Regions from separate parts of the Callithrix jacchus genome. Here region 2 is linked to region 1. The links are chromatin contacts, called in public Hi-C maps. All regions are on one chromosome and are shown on one strand. Each heading gives the region's core, a stretch centred on a gene start, on an enhancer-like site or on the middle of the called end of the contact. The rest is flanking DNA. Distances are from core to core; before and after follow the strand shown. Region 1 has its middle 160 kb from the start of CEBPB. Region 2 has its middle 53 kb from the start of PTPN1.

What was found. Hi-C and Micro-C count contacts between places; a contact is called where the count stands out from the background.
Region 2: a contact with region 1 is called in a Hi-C map of induced pluripotent stem cells, with 3 times the contacts expected there. The contact joins two enhancer-like sites. A contact is called at or near these places in 2 of 3 Hi-C or Micro-C datasets (induced pluripotent stem cells and skeletal muscle).

What each region holds. Positions count from the first base shown.
Region 1 is chr5:45,883,047-45,886,852 of calJac240_pri, forward strand. No RefSeq gene overlaps it. Among named protein-coding and RNA genes, the nearest start is that of CEBPB, 160 kb to the left of the region's middle. Within about 2 kb of position 2,210, at least 2 of the 16 cell types and tissues checked have an H3K27ac peak or open chromatin away from gene starts, as enhancers often do. A contact at or near this core is called in skeletal muscle, where this site is marked.
Region 2 is chr5:45,993,243-45,997,048 of calJac240_pri, forward strand. No RefSeq gene overlaps it. Among named protein-coding and RNA genes, the nearest start is that of PTPN1, 53 kb to the right of the region's middle. Within about 2 kb of position 1,984, at least 6 of the 16 cell types and tissues checked have an H3K27ac peak or open chromatin away from gene starts, as enhancers often do. A contact at or near this core is called in skeletal muscle, where this site is marked.

The sequences.
Region 1 (3,806 bases), core at 960-3,459:
ATACCAAGGAGGCAGGAGAGCCTCTGTCTCGGGGTTTGGCTGATAGGTGAGGGAGGGAGCTTCAGGCTGGGGGGCAGGACGGAGCTGGCAGATCCACAGGAGCAGCTAGGAGGTTGGGAGTGAGGGGAGGTGAGAGGAAACCAGGGGCCACCCGCAGGCCAGGGTCAGAGGTGAGGTGCAGCCATGGGGGGATCTGTTGGGACCATGACCTGGTGTGTTTCATGGTGACGCCTTTGGCTGTGGGTGAAAAATTGGTTGTAGGGCAAGCCTGAGAGGTGCTGGGGGTGGCTGTGGCCAGTGTTAGGAAGCAGTTCCACGGCACCACCTCAAGGAACCCCCACTCCGTGCCAGTGGTTGAAGCTTCCCCATTTTGCAGAGGTGGAAACTGAGGCTCAGGGAGGAGAAATGCCTCCTATTGCAAGGCCTGCAGTCTGGGAGCTGGTCCGATCCTAAAACGACTCTCAACCTCCTCCATGGTTGCCTGCCCCTCTGCAAGGCCTTCCCCATCTTGAGGCCCTGGTGACAGCTGTGCTAAAGTCAGAGAACCTGGAGTCCTTATCAGGAGCCAGGACTCAGGAGCCAGATGACTCGAGTTCGAATCCTGCCTCGGTAGCTCTGCGACCTTGGGCAAGTCACTTAGCCTCTCTATGCCCCAGCGTCCTCATTTGCCAAACAGGAGTGGTTGGTCATCATTACCTCCAAAGTGCTGTGCCACTGGGTCCCACTGTGGCAGCCACATCTCCCAGCTGCGCTTTATTTTTCTCCAAAACACTCATCACCTTCTAGCATAGTACACCCTGTGTTTACTTCCGATGACCCTGGAGTGTCAATCCCATGGCCTTTTGGGTATTTTGTTCGTGAGTAGTGTCTAGAACAGGATCCTGCACACAGCTGCTGCTCAGCACGTTTTTACTGCAGGAACCAGGTAACACATGTGACATATGGGAACATGGTCTGGTGCATAGTGGGTGGGGTAGAGGTGTTTGCTCTTGTCATTAAGTGGGGAGTGGGCATTTGTAAGCATGAAAGCCCAGTCAATCCCGATTAGGCGTGGGGGGTCCCATCCCCTTTTCTGCACGTCCTTCTTGCCTTCAGGATCTGCGCAGCCCACTCTGGGCCAGACATCTCTGACCTTTGGTCTCTGAAAATACGGAGGCCGGCAGGTGCTATGAGCTGGTGGTTTCATGCCTCATGAGGGATAGGGACTTGGTTTCACCCACCTGACCACAGTTGAGCCAGAGGCTCAATGGTCTCTGCTCTCTCAGGACTTTCCCCCTGTATATTTCCCCTGACCACCCACTGCCCCATAGCCCAGTGCCTCTGTCGGTAAGTCCAGTTGGCAGCTCTGGCAAAAATGTCCTGCCAATGAGTTGTTGGTGAATATTTAGGAAGCCCAGCGGGTCTGTTGAGAAAGCAGCTTCCTGAGTATAATTCTTTCTAAGAAAGAATGAGAGGAGGGGCCTAGGCCTCAGAGACCATCCAGTGGTGTGCTGACCTTTGAAGGCATTGTGTCCAGCTGCCTGGTCATTGCTTCTGGGCACCCATTGGCACCTGGCATCCTGGTTTCCTGAGAAGAGTCAGGAGCTGCAGGGGGAGTCCATGCCCAGGCAGAGACAACCTGTTCTGACCTCTCACTTCCTTCCTGCTTTTCTCCCAGACTCCCATCCCTGGCTGGGGCATGCTGTGGTTGCCAGAGGCTGCACAGGAGAAGCAGGCTGGGGGGGCTGGCCAGGGTGGCCATGGCTTCCTCGAGGACCCATGGTGGTGTGGAGGCTTTGCTCAGCATAACTGGATAACCTTGGTATCGGCCCTCCCCTCCTGCAGCTGCCAGGGTTCAGGCCCCTTCTCCCATTCCTCTCTCTACCCCACATTTATTGAGCACCTACTATGTGCCCAGCCCTCGGGTACAATGAAAAGACATCTGCCCTATCTTTACCCTGGTTCTGATACCCAGTACCTGTCCTGGGACAGTTGTGACAGCTGCTCGATTGTCCTTCTCAGTCTCTCCCTGTCCCAGCACTTCCCCTTCTACAACTGCTGAGTTCATCTTCAGAAAGCACAACTCCAGATCCTGCTTCTGCTCTGCTCTAAAACCATCAGTGGCTCCCCGCCGTGAGCTGCCGAAAGTCCAAATGTCCCGGCTGGGTGAGCCTGGTCCTGCTCTGTCTACCCTGACTGCCCTCTGGAGCCTCGTTCCCCACATAGCCAGCCACTAGGATGACCCCTGGTTTTTCAAACACACCCTGGCCTCCCCCTCCTTACTCCTGCTCAAGCCTTTCCTGCCAGCCCAGAGCCCTTTCTCAGCCCACCTCTTGTGTCTGTAGCCTTTTATTTGCTTCTTTCTTTTGGGACACATCACACAGTGCTTTGAGTTACACTTATTTATATCTTCCCTTCCTCTCAGAGGGCAGGAAGGTGCCAGCTTCATTTCTGGGCTTGGTGCCAGCCTCAAAGCAGGTCCTGGTTAGGTTTGTTGGCTGAGTTGGTGAGAATGCTGCATTTGCGTGCGTCTCGGGCCACCCAGCACATGTCCCCCTCCTTCTGGAAACCATGTTGAGTTTTCCCTATGGTGCCTCCACCCCCTTGGTTTCGTGAATCAGGGAGGTTGACCCCATCCGTCCCCAGGGATGACTCAGGGCTGCAGGCCTGGCCAATCAGAAAACCCCAGGCCCCTCACCACAGGGATTGGTTCAGGGGTGAGCACATGATCCCATCAGGGCCAAGAGATTAATCCCGTGACTTTGAAATAGAAAAGACATTGCCGCCTTGAGGTGGCTGAGCTCACTGTAGGATGTCAGCTTGGAGCAGCCAAGGCCCTGAGAGGAGAGACCACCTGAGAATGCCAGTGACATGGGGCAAAGCAGAGCCAAGACGCACAGACAGCCCCCTGACAAAAATCATCATCAGGGCTCCTGGATCCAGCTGTATCTGAAGCAGGACTGGCTCTCTCATTCTCCCTTTTTAAAACCCACCTTGGATTGGGTTTCCATTGCCTGCAGCTACAAGAAATCCTGACAAATGCCTGACCCTTCTGAATATACCTCTCACCATCTTACTGTCCACACTATCATGGCCCCATGCGAAATTGTCTTATGGGGAGCCCCTTCGAATATCCAGAGCTGGAGGAGGCATTTCTTCCTCAATGGAGCTCAGGTGTCACTAGTTTCTTTTCTCACTCATGGGCAATATGATCAACGATCACTGGTTCTGGCTGCCTCAAGCTCCTTTTGGAACAAGGAAGAGAGAAAGTGGAATAACCTAAAGGATTAAAATGGGCTCGAGTTCCCAGGGGCTAAGGCTGGGCCCTCAGCCCCTCTACTGTTCAGCATGGACAGGCACACGGCAGGTGCTTCTGGTCATTCACTACCTAACTGTGCAAGGCAAGGGTTCTCAATCTGGGCCCTGTGGGCATTCCGGACTGGCTGCTTCTTTGTGAAATACCCCAGGATTGGTTAGGAGTCTCAGTCTCTGTTCTACTGACATTTGGTGCCAAATAACTCCTAGGTGTGGGCTGTCCTGGTTGTGATGGTGTCCCTTAGCAGCATCCCTGGCCTCGATACCTGCTAGATGCCAGCAGCGCCCCCTGCCCTGAGTTGTGACAGTCACACATACCTCCAGACATTGCCAAACGTTCTCTCCGGGGCAAAATCACCCCCTGGTTGAGAATCTCTGCCGTAAGTAAGGTGCTTCTCACTGGACCTTGCTATTTATAGCAAGTGCTCAATAAATACCAGCAAAGATGCTTCAGTGACGATGATGCTGAAGAGGATCACTTAGGAAATTTGGTGCCTCCGTGAGATCCAGAT
Region 2 (3,806 bases), core at 734-3,233, 110 kb after region 1:
GACTACATCTCCAGCACCTAAAACAACATGTATTTGTTGAATTAATCAATCAGTCTATACAGTGATCTGATTCTGCTTTATGGAATTCTTGGGAGATTTTGAAAATTCATTTTAAGCAGCCAGGTTAACAAGAATGAGAGAACTTTGAAAGCTCTGTTTGAATGTGGTTAACGCTACTGAGAAGAATCTAGATAGGCCCAAGATGTTTCGTGAGCTGCACCTTCCACAATGTCATCTACACTGAAAGTCACCGTACCTTTTGTGATCACCTGCCCCCACCTCCACATTTTGCTACTTGCAACTTTTGTTATTGGCCATTTGGCTGGAACAAGATCACTAATATTCTTATTACTTTATTTATTTCTATATTATATTAACATTTTTTTGAAATGGAGTCTCACTCTGTTGCCCAGGCTGGAGTGCAGTGGTATGATCTCTGCTCACTGCAACCTCTGCCTTCCAGGATCAAGAGATTCTTCTGCCTCAGCTTCCCGAGTAGCTGGGATTCCAGGCATGTGCCACCGTGCCCTGGTAATTTTCGTATTTTTAGTAGAGATGGGGTTTCACAATGTTGGTTAGGCTGGTCTCAAACTCCTGACCTCAGGTAATCCACGAGTCCCGGCCTCCCAAAGTGCTTGGATTACAGGTGTGAGCCACCGCGCCAGCCAACATGGTTTTAAGATGGTCAAAAGGTACAAAGAGCGTAGAAGGAGGAGTCTGTCTCCCTCTGACTCCTGCCCTAGAGCCAGTTCATGTTTCCAGGTACGTAGTAAATGCTTCCGGAAATGCTCCGTGCGGAAGCCGTCATGCGGGGCTATTTCCTCACCTTTCCTGTTTACACAGAAAGGGTCTAGTTATACGCTGCTTTATATCTTTGCTTTTTCTTTTCTCTTCTTTATAATTGATCTTGGAGCTGTTTCCATATCTCACATCGTATGTGTGTGTTTTAGTTGTACAGAAAGGTGGATGTATCAAGAGCTCAGAGGGTAACTGGTCTCTCTCTCTCTCTCTCTCTCTCTCTCTCTCTCTCTCTCTGTCTCTCTCTCTCTCTCTCTCTCTCTCTCTCTCTCTCTGTCTCTCTCTCTCTCTCTCTCTTCTTTTGAGATGAAGTTTAGCTCTTGTCACCCAGGCTGGAGTGCAGTGGCACAATCTCGGCTCACTGCAACCTCTGCCTCCTGGGTTCAAGCAATTCCCCTGCCTCAGCCTCCAAGTAGCTGTCCACCACCACACCTGGCTAATTTTTGTGCTTTTAGTAGAAACTGGGTTTCACCGTGTTGGCCAGGCTGGTCTCAAACTCCTGATCTCAGGTGATCAGAATCAGGTGACAGATCTTGCTCTGTCATGCAGGCTGGAGTGCAGTGGCACGATCTTGGATCACTGCAGCCTCTAACTCCGGGGTTCAAGCAATCCTCCCACCTCAACCTCCCGAGGGGCTGTGACTACAGTCATTCTTTTTAAAAGCTATAGAATACCGTCTTTATTTTCCGTTCCCCCACCGATGGACGCCTCAGACAGCTCCAGGCTTTCGTGTCTGCAGACAGCACTGCAGTGATGGTCCTTGCCAGCACCTTTTGGCCCAGGAAAATCACTGAGTCCTTTTGAGTCTGGTAAAGTGGCCCCAGAGCTTACTCTCCCCAACCTCATCTTCACCCCCTCCGCCCGCCCCACCCTTGCTGCTGCTTGTGTTTTGGCCTTTTAAAGACTTTTTCAAAGTTGACTTTGGCTTCTTGGCCTGGAACTCTGAAGTGTTTGAGCTGATAAGATAGGCTTGGCTGAGGGGGCCTGGGGTAAACAGTGACCCTGGGGCCCTCAGCCCAGCACAGGAGGGGCCACGGCCCTAAGCCTCTCCTGTCTCCAGCTGTGGGGACAGGCGGTGTGGCTGGAGGAGGAAGCTGAATTTTGCTGGGCTCCCCAGGATTTGGGAACCGGAAGGCAGTGGGAAGCTGGCTCTACACAGACCTACTCCACTGGGCCTCTCCTCAACCAAACAGGAGGCCACAGGCAGGTTGGAGCAAAGTCCTGGCAAACCCGAAGACACATCCTGTGGAGCCCCTAGGAGCCAAGGGTCACAGGAGGGTTCCTGTCCCCAAGGCCGGGGCAGACAGCACTGGCACCGTCTCCACAGTGTCACCCAGTGATGCCAGTCATCTCAGGCCGGGAACTGTACCTGCCCTGCACTGATCTAGGCCACAGAAGTGAACAAATCAGTTTGGATTCCCACCCTCTAGAACTTTCTTCGGTCGAGGAGGGCAGAGAGAAGATAAACAGAAAAGAACTGCCCAGGGTGCCAGGGGTCACAGTGGGGAACAGCCAGGCTGCTGGGGTAGAGTAGGGGCACCGCTCAGCCTGGAGGGAGAACCTCCCAGTCATGCCTCGGCCCAGCTTAAAACTCTTTGAGGCCTCCCAGGGTTTCTCAGGGCTCCTGAGACCCATGGCCTCTGCATGAGCCTCCCTGCCCACCTCTACCAGCAGGGCCAAAGGTGCTAGCTTAGCAACACATGGTACCCATGTCTACCTGGGGTCCCTGCATAGCTGCTCCCTCTGCTGGCAGCACCCTCAGCTCCCAGCTCCCACTCAACCTTCAGGCTCTCAGCTGAGATGTCACCTCCTCCTCCAGGAAGGCTTCTTTGATGCCCCTGGATGGTCTTGGGGCTGTCACAGGCTCCTGTACATTCCTCGTCCCTGCTTCAGTCACTCTGGATTGGGGTCACTTGTTTCCTGGTGGCCCATGATAGCTCAGCATGGCCAGAACCCAGCTCTGTGGCTGACCCTGCTGGATTTGAAAGCTAGCTCCACCTCTTAGCTGTGCAACGTTGGGCCTCAGTTTTCCCAACTGGAAAAAGGGCATAGTGATGGCACCTACCTCAGAGGGTGGTTGTGAGGAAGCAGCAATCTAATACAAGTACTTAGAATGGCCTCTGGTGCAGAGTTCGCACTCAGTAAATGTTGGCTGTGCCATCACACCTTCTCTCTCTCACACAACATAGCAGGTGCTCACTTTACATTTGCACACTGAATCAGTGCCGCCTTTCAAATATGTTTATGAAAATGAGCAATGGCCGGGCGCAGTGGCTCACGCCTGTAATCCCAGCACTTTGGGAGGCCGAGGTGGGTGGATCACAAGGTCAGGAGTTCAAGACCAGCTCGGCCAAAATGGTGAAACCCCATCTCTAAAAAAAAAAAGAAAAGAAAAAGAAAGAAAATGAGCAATGAGGGGAAAGGCTTAGGTAATTCAGATGCTCCTCAACTCGGAATAGGGCTACAGCCTGGTAAACCCACTGTAAGTTGAAAATATCATTAAGTCCAAAGTGCATGTGGCACACCTAACCCACTGAACATCAGCATAGCCTCACCTCGCCTGCCTTAAAGGTGCTTGAAACCTTTACACTCGCCCACATTGGGCAAAATTATTTAACATAAAGCCTCTTTTATAATAAAGTGTCCAATATTTCATGTAAAATTATTATACTCCATATCGCTAGCCTGAGAAAAGATTAAAATTCAAAGTATGATTTTTTTTTTTTTTTTTTGAGACAGAGTCTTGCTCTGTCACTCAGGCTGGAGTGTAATGTTGCGATCTCAGCTCACCGCAACCTCCACCTCCCAGGTTCAAGTGATCCTCCTGCCTCAGCCTCCCAAGTAGCTGGGATTACAGGCATGTGCCACCACACCTGGCTAATTTTGTATTTTTAGTAGACATGGGGTTTCTCCATGTTGGTCAGACTGGTCTCAAACTCCCGGCCTCAGGTGATCCACCCGCCTCGGCCTCCCAAAGTGCTGGAGTTACAGGCATGAGCCACCATGCC